2 separate regions of the Gossypium hirsutum genome follow, and region 1 is linked to region 2. A link is a contact called in public Hi-C data. All regions are on one chromosome and are shown on one strand. The core of a region is the stretch at or near the end of the contact, and the rest is flanking DNA. Distances in the headings are between cores, read along the strand shown. Region 1 holds the start of LOC107930130 (sulfoquinovosyl transferase SQD2). Region 2 has its middle 30 kb from the start of LOC107930146.

What was found. Hi-C and Micro-C count contacts between places; a contact is called where the count stands out from the background.
Region 1: a contact with region 2 is called in a Hi-C map of leaf, with 2.4 times the contacts expected there. The contact joins two enhancer-like sites. A contact is called at or near these places in 2 of 34 Hi-C or Micro-C datasets (callus and leaf).

The regions. Positions count from the first base shown.
Region 1 is chrA04:76,330,285-76,336,810 of Gossypium_hirsutum_v2.1, forward strand. LOC107930130 (sulfoquinovosyl transferase SQD2) reads right to left here and starts at 5,247. Exons shown (of 11, transcript XM_016861703.2): 1 at 4,984-5,247; 2 at 4,715-4,781; 3 at 4,329-4,399; 4 at 4,062-4,179; 5 at 3,873-3,946; 6 at 3,663-3,718; 7 at 3,494-3,577; 8 at 3,289-3,376; 9 at 3,135-3,212; 10 at 2,891-2,947; 11 at 2,069-2,773. The coding sequence starts at 5,090. The coding sequence ends at 2,278. Within about 2 kb of position 1,592, at least 8 of the 9 cell types and tissues checked have an H3K27ac peak or open chromatin away from gene starts, as enhancers often do. A contact at or near this core is called in leaf, where this site is marked.
Region 2 is chrA04:76,130,745-76,138,047 of Gossypium_hirsutum_v2.1, forward strand. No RefSeq gene overlaps it. Among protein-coding and RNA genes, the nearest start is that of LOC107930146, 30 kb to the left of the region's middle. Within about 2 kb of position 2,832, at least 8 of the 9 cell types and tissues checked have an H3K27ac peak or open chromatin away from gene starts, as enhancers often do. A contact at or near this core is called in leaf, where this site is marked.

The sequences.
Region 1 (6,526 bases), core at 342-2,841, 200 kb after region 2:
CTTTGTAATTAATCAATGGTTAGTATACTCGTATTCGGGACTCCTCAATACTACAAACAACGTAATTAAACTTGCTAGTCATCGATCTCAAAATCTTTTGGACAACAGTACCATCCTCCATAACCTCACTGTTAGCCATCATTTTATTGACTATGATGAGAGTTCAAGCAAAAAACTCATTAACAAATTCCCCTACTTTCATACGAAGAATTTCAAATCTCTGTGAAGAGCTTGCAGGTGTGCAGGTTCGACTCGTGTTGTGCCTTGATATTTTTTCTTCATGGAATCCCATATGCTCTTTGTTGTATCATTGTTAAGAATCGTCTCCAGAATTGTACGATCCAAAGCCTAAAACAAATAGTTCTTGGCTTTCAAATCTTTTAGTTTTTTTTTTTTTATCTTCAATGCTCATTTTCTGTGCATCAATTGCACCATCTGCTACAACAAGAATACCATTCTCCACCAATCCCCAATATTCATTGGAACGTAAAAAATTCTCTATAAGCATCGCCCAATGATCATAATGCCTATCAAACTTCAGAACTGCTGGTTGCACAAATGATCACTCTGTTGCCATAGTTTAAGAAGACTGCTGTTTCTAAATGAACTAGGCTCTTTAATGGACCTAATATCAAATGTTAAGAACAAGAAAGAATAATTAAAGAACAAAAGAAATGGAGGAGAATGATCTTTTACATTGAGTAAAACTGAAAATACTGGGCTATTATATAGCCTTACATAGCAACTAAAAAATAGAAAATAAATAAGTCACTACTAACAACCAAATAAAATTAAACAACTAAAATATTCCATGAAAATAGGGATTTATTAAATAAATTTTAACCAACCAACTCTATCAATGACTAATTTCTAATTAATGATTGGCTGGTTAGACTTCAGGTTAATATGCAAAAATTATATATTAGGATTATGGTCCTCAAAGTACATATACATAACTTTTTTAACGTCCCATCTTTATAAAAGAGAGATTTACTTTATCTAAAATACTTCTGTATTAATTTGGAAGATCAAAGCCGCAATACTTTAAGATTTCAAGATATTGATGGATTCATATATTTTTTCTCATCTAATTTTTATTCTTAATGATCTGACATGATAGATCTCTATTTATCAAGTTTTATATCAAAATTTTACAATTCTAATACTAAAGATCACCTATTGTAATTATATAGCATGGAAAGGGTGAGCAAAAATAGTAAAAAGTTCTTATAGGTTTGAATATATATATAAACCAATTGTAAATGAAGGGTAAATTTATGTAAATCATATTTATCTTTTTTAGTTAATATAAATGAAGGGGAATTTTATAATTTTTCTACTAAATTCGCTTTTAAAAAACCAAAAGCTACAATTTTTAATTTTTTTGGGTTGAGTTTTCAAGCCAATTTGAAAAATTAGTTTTATTTGAAAAGCTACTTTTTGACTCGAAAAACTAAAGGCTCAAAATGAGCCCAGAAAGAGCTTGGCTCAAATCAAGCCCAAAAAATAAAAACTCGCTTCTAACTCACCCAACCGTCGCCGTGATCTAGCGAGGGTGCGACCAGGACATTCGGGGATAAAGGCTTGAAAAAACAACGGCATCTTAGAGCCAGCTAAAACCACGGATAGAAGAGGAGCCATAGCCATCAGGAGCGGCATCAGCCATTCTGTGAGTCTAAAACACATCAACAACCAATCAAACGGAAACCAAAGCGACGACGCCTTTCTATATGCGCAGCAAGGGCCTTGACGAAGCATGAGAAAACAAAAGTCCCGAGGAATTACCAGACTGGAAAGAAGAAAAGCATGGAGAGGACCCACAAGGCGATCGGGAACCAAACAGCCCACCATTCGAGATGTAGGAGATCTCGGGCTTTTTTTATTTAAAAAAAAACAAAGTAAAAGTATCAGGCAGCTCGCGTCGACCAGCAGAGAAGGGTTTCCCTTCTTTCATCACAGAGAAGGGAGAAGATGATGAGTGGGTTGAAGTTTTTAAGTATTCTTGCAGGGAAACCATATATGCATTGAAATTTTAGTTCGTTAAAGTTTAGCTAAAAGTTTCATACAATGAAACAACCATTCTATTTTATTCCAATATTTTCAAATAGATCATTTCAAGTCCATAGTGTGCAACAAATTAACATATTGCAAAGGCAAAAAAAAAAAAAAGGATACACCATAGAAGACCCTCTTTGAAGCCCTGATCAAGTTCACAATCCCTATCAACATGCTAATTCCTTAAAATTCTACTGACCAAATCTATATAATATATCTAAATCACCTAAAGTTGATTGCTGGGGATGGGAAAAGGCGTTCTGTAAGCCACTGCAGAGGTCCCAGTGCCTCAGCTCTCTTCTTCCTCCAAAACCAAATGGCAGCTTCGTACTGTTCATTGCGTATCGTTTTAGTGGCTGCTTTCCAATCATAATTCTCCATTTCTTCACGTGCAGCTTTGCCTATGGTTTCCCTCAGTTCCTTATTTTCTAACAGGGGCACCAGTTTCCTCATGCAGTCCTCAGTATCTCCAGGAGTAAAGAGAAAGCCGGTTTTGCCCTCCTGCTCTGCAGGAATTATATCCGGGATTCCCCCAGCACGAGCACCTACCACCGGGATTCCTGATGACATGGCCTCCAAAACAACAAGTCCGAGCGTCTCCGACTCCGAAGGCATCACAAACACATCCCCACTTGCATATGCCTCAGACAGCTCTTCACCTTGTAACATACCTGTAAAAACTGCAGGCATGCCTGTAAACAATTTTTCTAGCTCTTCCCTGCAAACAACACATCTTATTTTGGGAGTGAGTACGATATTCAATCTGAGCCATCTAATAGAAGATATAGATATTCCTCCAGAGTAGAGTTAAATTCATGAACATTAAACGGATTACCTGTACGGTCCATCCCCAATAAAAGCAATTCTTGCTTCTGGAAGCCTGTCCATAACACTGTACAATCATATATTCCCAATGTTAAAATTCTGCAAAATTCATGCATTGGAAGAGTAATGGTTGCAATGAAAATCTAACAGAACTCTCTGTTTCTTCTTTTCAGCTATGACATGGTATTATGTACCACAAATGATTATAAAGGAAGCTATTAGCAACAATTTTTCATGCAATTCATAAATGGTACCTTTTGAGGAAATCTAAGCTCTTCTCAACTCCAACACGTCCAACATGAATTATTAGTGGTTTTTCTGGTTCACCATTGCTGTATAAAGCAAATATATATAGCATTACAAAACTGTAATTGAGGAGAGGAAGAAAATAAAGATTAAACACAGCACCTCAATCTTAATCGCATTTCATGAGAGCGATATCGAGGGTGGAAACTTTCAGAATCCACACCCTTGTTCCAAAGGCGAATCTTATTAGCTGGAAGTATTGACATATAAAAAGCTGGTTAGCCTAAGATTCAGCTACATAGATTAATGCAAAGCCAAGTTAAATTGGATAAAGCTATTTTGAATTTTGATAATATACTATGTTTACCTGAAGTTACCTTAGCTTCTTGGAGATCCCTCGCAATTGCAGCTGATGGAACAAGTGTGAGATCAGCTGCTCTGTGAAGAAATTCTGATAGGGACAAAGGAACTGTCATTGCTCAGACTTAGGCATGGAAATTGACTAAAAAGGAGGGAAAAGAAGGCATCTTACGCACTTATTATTAACCACATAGGTTTAACCAACCAACTAAATGTGTATCTTGGGATATACCTGTAGAATGAAACAAAAAGTTAGATTTGGGCGTCAGGTCCATGTAACAGCTCGAGTAGTTTTAAACCTGCAATGGTAAACCTTCCAAAAAGTAGCAAATGAGTTGAGTGGCATCAAGGATTTAACAGGTGAACCAAAGAAGAATCAAACTCACACTGGAACATGGGTGTGATATGACATCACTATGGGTACAGAGAGTAGTTTTGCAATAGCGAGAGCGCCAAAAACCTGGAATGCAGTTTGTATAAATCAGGAATGTATTTCCTCATTAACATTTCGCTCTCAAAAAGAAATCATAATAATCTATCAACAAGAACTCGCACAGCAACAATTACACGTGTACCATGATCCCAGGTGAAGAGGCATGTATTATATCAGGCTTAAACTGGGAAACTTGTGAAATTATTCTTGGACTTAGAGCCAAAGAAAGGGGCACATTCTGATACCAAGGACAGGGGAAGCTGCAATTCGTAGAAAGAAAATTATATAATATTATATACAGAAACAGTGGGGGAAAGAATATCCAAGGAATAAGCTAATGAAATAGTTAAAACATACAGTTAAGTAGCCAAGTATAGACTATAACTTGAACTTGATTGATTACACTAACCTTCTTGATCCAACCAACTTGGCCCCGTAGAACTCTTGTGGAACCCCTTCATGTGTTGTTACAACCATTACCTATAAGGACCAATACCATTGCTTTTAGTTCACCATTCAAGAACATTTCTACAAACTACAGTAAACTGTTGGTCATAACTGCTAGCCACTGTTAACTGAGGATGAACTTAAGCTAAATCAAGCACCTGCCATTAGAAATTACTTGAAACAAATCAAAAGATAACGAGATAAACACAATCATTGTACAATAAGTGCCAGTATGGGAGTGTGGGGACTTGGATTAAAACTTCCATGGCATATCATCTAAAGGTACAGCTATAAACTAATTTAGCTAACAAATTATCAAGCAGAACTCCACAGATATAACGAGCATACCTCATCTCCCATTTCCCTTAAATATCTTATGAAATTCTGGAACCTGTTCTTATACCCTGACACATATCTGCAAACATGGAATGAAATGCAATCAGTGAGTGCCAAGTTTTGACATATTAAGAGTAGGTAACAGGTACACCAAGATTGTTTAGCTAATAGCAAAGGTACATAATTACAACCATGAAATGTACCACTCAATCACTAACAATATCATTTGCATCCGAAGAATGATAAACAAAGTTATACAAAGGGAAGGGAGAGAGAATCACGAGAAAGGAGAAGGCTCAACAAAAAGAGCAATACGACGATGCCTGGAGTCGTTCTCAGGATCAATCAAGGGAGGATTTTCCTCTTCCCTCACCTCCGTAATAGTCATTTCAGAAGCTCTAATGGGTATTGATGAAAAAGAAGAAAAAGGCAACACTTTAATAGAACTGGGAGGGTATAACTATAAAGTAAAAGAAAAATAGCATAAATGGTTGGCAAAGAAAGGAGGAGCGAGAGAGACGGCTTTATAGGTAGAGAATAACAGGTAGGCATGATGTAGTAGTTGTATATAAATTATAGCGGAAAACGGTCGAGCTGGAAAAGGTTATTGATTAACATGGAACAGGGGATTTGGTAAAAGGAATCTGAAGTACCTATGGAACACCCAGAGAACGGATATTCTCTTGAACTTGAAATTGGAAGGAATATCAAAGGATGCTCACTGAGTATATGCTTAATCTTAAAAGGTATTTGGATATATATTATGCAAAAATTTCATATACCAAAGTCAAAACAATACTAATATATTCCTACATGTATCAAAAAAAAAGTATTGGATTATCTCATTATTCAATATTTGAAAAAATTACAATACATTGTTTTCTCTTCTTTTCTTTTATGTATTATGCAATTAATATGAAATTAAATTAAATATATTATAATATAATTATTAAAAATATGTTAATTTATTTATATTTAAAATTGTAATAAAAGAAATATATATAATAAAGGGTAAACAGCACCCAATTATGAAATTTTTTTTATTTTGGGCATTCAAAATAAAAAAATTTACAATTTAAGCATTCATGTTACATAATTCGTCATTTTGGTCACTCTCATTAAAATAACATACAATAAGCTAACGTGACAGTTAATAAAACTGGTATAATAACAAATTTAGCCCTCAACTTTTACATAGTATATTAACTTAGCTATAATTTTAAAAAATTAACCCTCAAAATTTTACAAATGGTCTCAATTTGATCCTAATTCTAAAAAATTCAAAGAAATATATAAAAATACATAAATATTTTCAAAAAATATATAATAATAAATTTAAATTTCATATTAATGTTAATATTAAATAAATTTAATTATATTAAATAAATTTAAATTTAAATTAATATTTATTAATTTAATTTTAATTTTATTATTATATTTTTAAAAAATATATTTGTGTATTTTAATATATTTTAATATTTTTCTTTCAAATTTTTAAAACTAGGATCAGATTGAAACCATTTGTAAATTTTGAGGGTTAATTTTTTAAAATTATGAATAAATTGATATAATTAAAATTGTGCGTTAAATTTGTTATTATAATGATTTTTAACTGTCATATCAGCTTGCCGTTTATGATTTTTAACAGGAGTGATCAAAATTATCGAACTATGTAACGTAGGTGCTTAAATTCTAAATTTTTTTGGGTGCCTAAAATATTTTTTTTATGGTTGGGTGATTATCTATGTAGTTTACCCTAAAATAAATGTATATACATAAAATTATCAAATATTATATTGGGTTAATATATATCCTAACCCTTAA
Region 2 (7,303 bases), core at 1,582-4,081:
AATTAATAGTTCATAGCTTAATTGAAAAAGAAAATATGATCGAAATATAAAAGTTTCTTACCAAATTTATACTTTACCTATGCTTGTACAATAAATCAAAAATTGAGAATAAGAACCATAATCCATTCTGAAATTGAATCTTTCAATATCCTGAAGATGAAGTTGTAAGGGTGAAAGTTTAAGATGAAAAAAAATTTGATCTGTGGGACAACTTTGAAAGATTTTGAAAAAAATAGAAAATAATCGTGCTGATAACGTGTTATAAAATAGGGATGGAGAGAATAAAGAACAAAGAAAATATGAAAGCAATAGAGAATGTACTTTATTAATCAAAGGAATGATTACAATGCTTCATTAAAGTTTCTATTTATACGCATAAGAAGTATAAAAGAAGTAGAGATCTAATTCTAATAACTACTAGAATTTAAAGTACATCCAAACTTTATCTTTATCATGATGGACATCCACTTAATAAGATATTCATAACAGTTGTGTATTTAATTAAAAATTTACAGTGACAAATTGTATTATTGTAATTAATAATAAAAATAAATAAATTATATAATATCATTTTAAATTTATTTCTATTAAAATAATATTTGCCAACAGCTTATTTTGTTGTTACATATTTTATTAAAGATATGTAATGACAAACTATATTATTGTGATTAATAACTTCAAAATTAATAACATGATAATATTTTAAAGTTATTGTTAATATTTTAATATTTACCAACATCTTCTTCTTCTTTTTTTTCATATTTAATTAAGAATTCAAAACAACAACTTATATTGTTTCAATTAATAGTAACAACATTTTAAATTTGTTGTTAATAAAATAACATTTATTAATAACTTATTTTGTAATTACATATTTTATTAAAAATTTACAACCACAAATCATATTGTTAATTACTATTATAAAAAAATAACTTAACGACATTTTAAGATTATTGTTAATATTTTAATATTTAATAATTTATTTTGTTGTTATGTATTTTATAAAGAATTCACAATGATGAACCATTTTGTTGCAATTAATAAGTAAAAATTCATCACTAAATGTCATTACTAAATTTAGTTGTTAAACATCAATTTTCTTTTAGTGGATCCGAATTTAAAATAGTGTAAATATTGTACAACTTGAACCTTAAAATTTCTTAATTCAAAGTATGCAGGCAGGGGCGAAACTAGAACATTTTTTTAAAGAGTTAAATGAAATTTTAATTTTTTATAGTCTATATATTTATAATTTTAAAAGTATTAAATTAAATTTGTATAATTTTAAGAGAAAGTCAAAGTGTAATTTTATTTTTATTAATTTAAAATTTTAAAAAATTTAAAAAGTCTAAATGACAAATTTTCTATTTAGGGGCAGGGCCATGCCAGCCCCTACAACCACCTCTGTATGCACGCTAATTATATATTTACGTACTGACCAAGAAAAATAAAAGCTCTCGTACAGATTTCTACCAACGGACGCCATGGAAGCTGGAATTACATATTGGATTCAAGGAAACATTGAATCAGCTCTTACAACTTTTATTCATTTAATATTTGCTGAATTATATTCCCAATCATTCATAAGTGGTTGTTGAGAAAATTAATTTCAATTTCATAATTAGAACCAATGAGTTGTTATCTGTTTGATGATATTAGTTTGTATTTGTTGTTCTTTGTCATGTCTTTCTATTTTCTATTCGGAAACTTGTGCTCTACATAGTGGCCTAGTCTGTTATCCAATCAAAAAAGGGTCTAAAAACGACCTCGCATTGACTGCAAAATGGATATCCAAGTGATGCCCAGTGCTGGGTACTATGCAGCACGTCAAGGATTACGCCAGTTTCAATTTGGTAGCTAGTATATAGGAAACATGAACCATTGCTAGCCGCCAGCCTTGCTTGTTTCCTCACCACTCACTTGTGGCGCTAGTCACTGAGCACGCTAGTCTTGACTGAAATTTAGTAATATCCCAATCCAAAGCAATAAAAATTCAATCGGATAGTGGAGAGAAAAGGACAAGCTCATCTTCTTGCTTGTTTGACATGGATGTCCAGTTTTCTTACAATGCCATCTGGGTCTATCGGATTTGTTCATTTGACATGGATGTTCAGTTTTCTTACAATGCCATCTGGGTCTGTCGGATTTGTTCATGTCCAGTTTTTACCCACTTGTAAACTACCCACACAAACACGTTATGAATATATCAAGTCCCTTTTTATTTAGTGGGTTGCCGAGCAGCTATCAAGGGGCGGGATGGGCCAATCTGTTTGCTACGAAAAGTTATATAAGGATGTTGCGAATGCAATTAGAAGACGTGGCCAAGCCTGAAACATAGAATGGGTTTATCTAGTCTTAGAGTCAGAAATTTTTTTTTGCCGAAATTAAATTATATATTTTTACAATAGTAAAAATATAATTTTATCATTTTAATAGATTATATATTTATAATTTTTAAAAAATTAAATTAAATTATTATTATTTTTGGATGACAATTTTACCATATTAATTTAAAATTTTATAAATTATAAAAAATTTAAATTAAAAATTTTTTATTTTAGGAGGACCGACTATGTGTCTGGCCCTTGGGTCTGCCACTAGGTTTATTTGTTCAAAGTCATTGAATCTAGTTACACTGAGCTTGGAGACTAGGCACATGCATCCAGCGTATCCCAGCTTGTCGCCTTGATACAGCATTATTATTAGTCACCAAAATGGAAAGCTGGTGAAGAAATTTCAAGTTCACGCCAACCTTTTCGAGCCATTGAATGAACCTAATAGCAATATTGGCAAGATAGAAAGAGATGTGAGGGTGCATGTTTGTGGTCATCCGCAAGTGGACCATCAAAAGGGCCCCCCGACGGACCATTCATCGATAACGTAGGGCTTGTTTAAACCGATAGAAGCTAATCGCATATTTGCAATTTTTATAAAATTTAAATTCCTTTATTATTAGCATTAAATTTCAGTTTTACTCTTTAAATTTTAATTAATTAGATTACCTGTTAGATATCGAGATCTGTTAAATATCCACATCTAGTAAGTATAAAAATATTTTTTATATACACTTCAAAAATAAAATAGATCATAAATTCAGATATCCAAATTTATAACTATTATTCGTAAATTTTTTTTCTAAATTTTCATTATTCTAATCCGTGAATTTCGATAGTATATAATTCCAAAAATTAATAGCTACAAATATTATTCATTGCAAATATTCATAAATATTGTTATATATCTACAATCAAATATTCATAAATATTCAAATTCAAATGATTTATTCCAATAAAATAATAAAGGTGATTTAAGTGCAGTACGGACCAAGTTATAAATGTCATGAGATAGCTTTTTCTTTGACATGATAATATGTTTACATTTTCACTTAACTTTTTTTTAGTTAAATTTTAGAAAGAGTTAAATTATCTTATATGTCACATCAATAAATAATTTAAAATTTATAAAAATAAAAAATTAAAATTTTTTAAAAATATAAAAGTTTAAAAAAATTAATATGTAGTACAAGTGAATTGTCGGGCGTTTAAAAATTTAACATTTTAATTAGTAATCTAGTTAAAAAAATCATTTTAACTCTTTTTTCAAAAGGTTATACTCAAATATAGCTCTTTTTTAAAAATAGAAAACTAAATTGACAAAAAATAAAAATATTAATAATTAAATTTGATATTATAATTTTTTAATGCGCAGATAGTTTCTCTGCTAAAAGTTATTTCACTTTAGATTTTTTCCAGTTATGCTTTTTTGACATAGGACGTCCTTGTCCCTTCTCTTTATAATGCCAATTTCCCGTTATTTTCCCCCGCAAAGGTCTAAAACGGCAGCAGAAAGTTCTATTTAATGGCTAATCTTGACGCATGTAACAGTTGACCATAAGAATACATGAACAGCCGAAAACTGTCACTACCATTGTTAAACTTCCTAATGGACACGGTTCCATTTTAAGCAAATGAAAATGGCACATGATTTTTAACGTTTTCTATTACCTCCGATAAATTTGTTCTTTTCTTTTCTTAATCCAACAAACAAAAAGTTGTTATTTAATTAATTGATGTTATCACCAATTAGGTAACTAGCAGATATTGTTGATATTCTACCTGTTAGAGAGAGAATGAGCAGCATTGCATATACATATTCAATATGCATGCACCATTGCCAAACATCATTAGCATTTCCAATATTTAATTTGTCATTACCAAAACGATGAATAAAATGAACAAAGACAAGGGTTAGTGGAAAGTAAGCACCATATGTCAAAAGCTCCAACCAAACACATATATCATTTTGTAATGGAAACCAACTCCTTTTTTTTTTCATTGGAATGGTATCTTGATCTTTCAGAAGTTCAAGGGAAATTTTGCATAAAGCTAATTAAATTTTTGGATGCTTAAAAATTGATAAAACTTTATCTTTTATTAAAATCTATCTTTTGCATGCTCAACATATATATGACTATCGAAAAGTAATAAAACAACAAGACTTATGTAATAAATTCATAGTTATTCTGCTATTAAATTCTCCTCAATAAAACACTTCTCCAAAGAATCTACATTCACTAGTGAGATTATGCTAAACTTTTTCTTTTTTCTTTAAATACATTAAAAATCATTACAAATAGCTCTGTGAATCACATTCGACTACCACCACCGAATTCTGTATAACACTTCTAAATTCTTAATGTGTAAATTACTATTTAACTTTCGAAAGGAACCTTGGGTGGGATGATCCCCTAAGAACCAAGGAACTTATGGGGTATATATCCTGGTCAAAAACATTTTGTGGTATTGCCTTTTTTGTGTGTGGCTTTCATAATTTTTCAAATGTTTCTAGAATCTCATAATTAAGCTACCCAGCATATTGGATGATCTATAAACTCTCAAAGAACCTATTCAATTTTCCTTTTTTCTTTTTGGAGCACTGAAGTTTTTATGAGAATATAGAATCTTATCCAAAGAAAATGGGGAAACAATAGCAAAAATCATCAGATCTTTAAAAAAAAAATGCAATTATTGGATGAAGATTCTTAACTTTTGACTTAAATCACAAATTGAAATTTAATTAGGATAAATTGCAATTATACTCATTCAATTATTTATAAGTTTCTTTTTATCATTTAACTATGAAAAATTACGAAATGATCATCTAATTATTTGATTTTTTTTCTTTTTTGATTACCAACTATTCAAATTTTTCTTGTTTGGTCAGCACCAATTAAATTATTAACGAAAGAATAATTTGGCAGCTTTTAAAATTGGCATAATAACAACTTTAACCCTCAATATTTATACGTTGTGTCAATTTCGTCTTGATTCAAAATAAAGTAACCCACAACATTTACACATTATATATTTTGGTCTTTCTTCTTTCTTTTTTTTTCAATTTTACTTTTATTTTTTACATTGATAGTTAATTTTAAAAGAATGAGAAAAGATAAAAATTATTATATTCGATTATTGGGTTTTTCCTGTTTTGGTATATTTTTGGTCAAATTTAATTGATAGATTTTTTTTTACTTTTTAGGTAAAAGGATCATAAAGAAAAACAAAATTGAAAAAAAGAGGAAGACGAAATTACATTATGTGTAAATATTAAGGGTTAATTTTTTTAAAATTACAATAAAATTGGCATAATGTATAATGTTGACAGTTAAAGTTGTTATTGTATCAATTTTAAAAGTCGTCACATCATCTTTTTGTAGGCCATTTAAGGGTTGATGACAAAAATAAATAAATAAATAGTTGAGTGATAATTTTATAATTTTTCACATCCGATGACCAAAAATAATTAGGGTTTTTTACAAATATGGTATAAAAAAATTATTATATACGAAAATAGGTTGTCAGATAGATTATTTACGAAAATGGGTTACTTTTTTTAATCGCGCCTACCTAACAGGCGGGACATATTATTTTATTAATAAATTTTTTTCTAATATTTTATTATTATTATTATTATTATTATATTTTTAAAAAATTGGGGTTAAAAACCGGTCGCCCGTGACCCGTAGGCACCACATGTGGCGCCTGATGCAGGGGCGCCACACCCTGTAAACCTCATTGACCGTGTAGTGAAGCAGTGAAGAATGTGAAGCAGTGAAGAAAGAAAGAAGAAAAAAATTTAGTAATTTTTTATAATTATTTTAAAATTAGATTGTTAGTAATTTAGAATTATTTGATAAATTTTTGTGTTTGTAATTATTTTAAAATTAATTTATTAATAATTTAAGATTATATATTCTAAATTATTTTGTTTAGTTTAATAATGTTAAATTTATTTTGTTAAATATTTTGCTATAATTAATTTGTAACTGTAAAGAAAATAATTTAGAATTTTTTAGAAGTCAAGAGACTAGAAAATTGAAAGTAAAAGAGATTGAGAATAAAAATTAGAAAAGACGGACGAAATTGAATGGAAAGAGATGATATTGGTGAAAGTAGTATTAGAGTTTGAGGGCAATAAAATTTGTAAATGTTGGTGCAATAAAATTAATTTCTAAAATGGCATTTTTTAGTAGTGTATTATTGTATTGTGATTTTTTTAATAATGTATTTAAAAAAATATTTTTATAGCTATTTTATTAGTAATTTATGATTAGTTTATATAGTGGTTTTATTGGTTTTTTACCTATTTGGTATAAAAAATTTATTATATACGAAAATAGGTTTTAATAAAATACGGGTTGAGCCTCCTGAGAAGGCACCACATGTCGTGCTTACCTGACAAGCTCAACATGTCGGGCCTGTCAGGTAGGGGCAACATGTAGTGCCTCCTCGTTAGGCGCAACCCATTTCCCCTATATATACCCCCTCCCCGGGAAAGCATGAGCAAAAAAACTAGTAAAAAAGTTAGTAGAAGTAAAAAGAGAGAAAGAAGAAGGGAAGAAAGGAAAAGAAGAAGAAAAACAAGGTATTTTAATTTATTTATTTTTAAATAGAATGTAGAAATTTGTTAGAAATTTTATTATTTAATGTTATTTTGTTAGATAAATAATTTTGTTTGTTAGGTTCTCAATGAAAATTTTTGCATCAAAAATTTTGAAAATTGTGAGAATTTTGAACTTTTTTTTAACAGATCTAGTATTGAAGATGGAGAACAAATTTTTCGTATGCGTTTAGTTCGATGGAGAAATTTTGACAACAAGCGTCGGATGTATATTTGAATGCCACAAACAAGTTGCAATGAGATTTAATAGAAATATCTCGTTTGATGATATGAAGGAAAAAATTAGTGAAAAATTTATAGACGTTGTGGGAGAAGGATCTCGAAAATTTTCTATAAGTTTTCA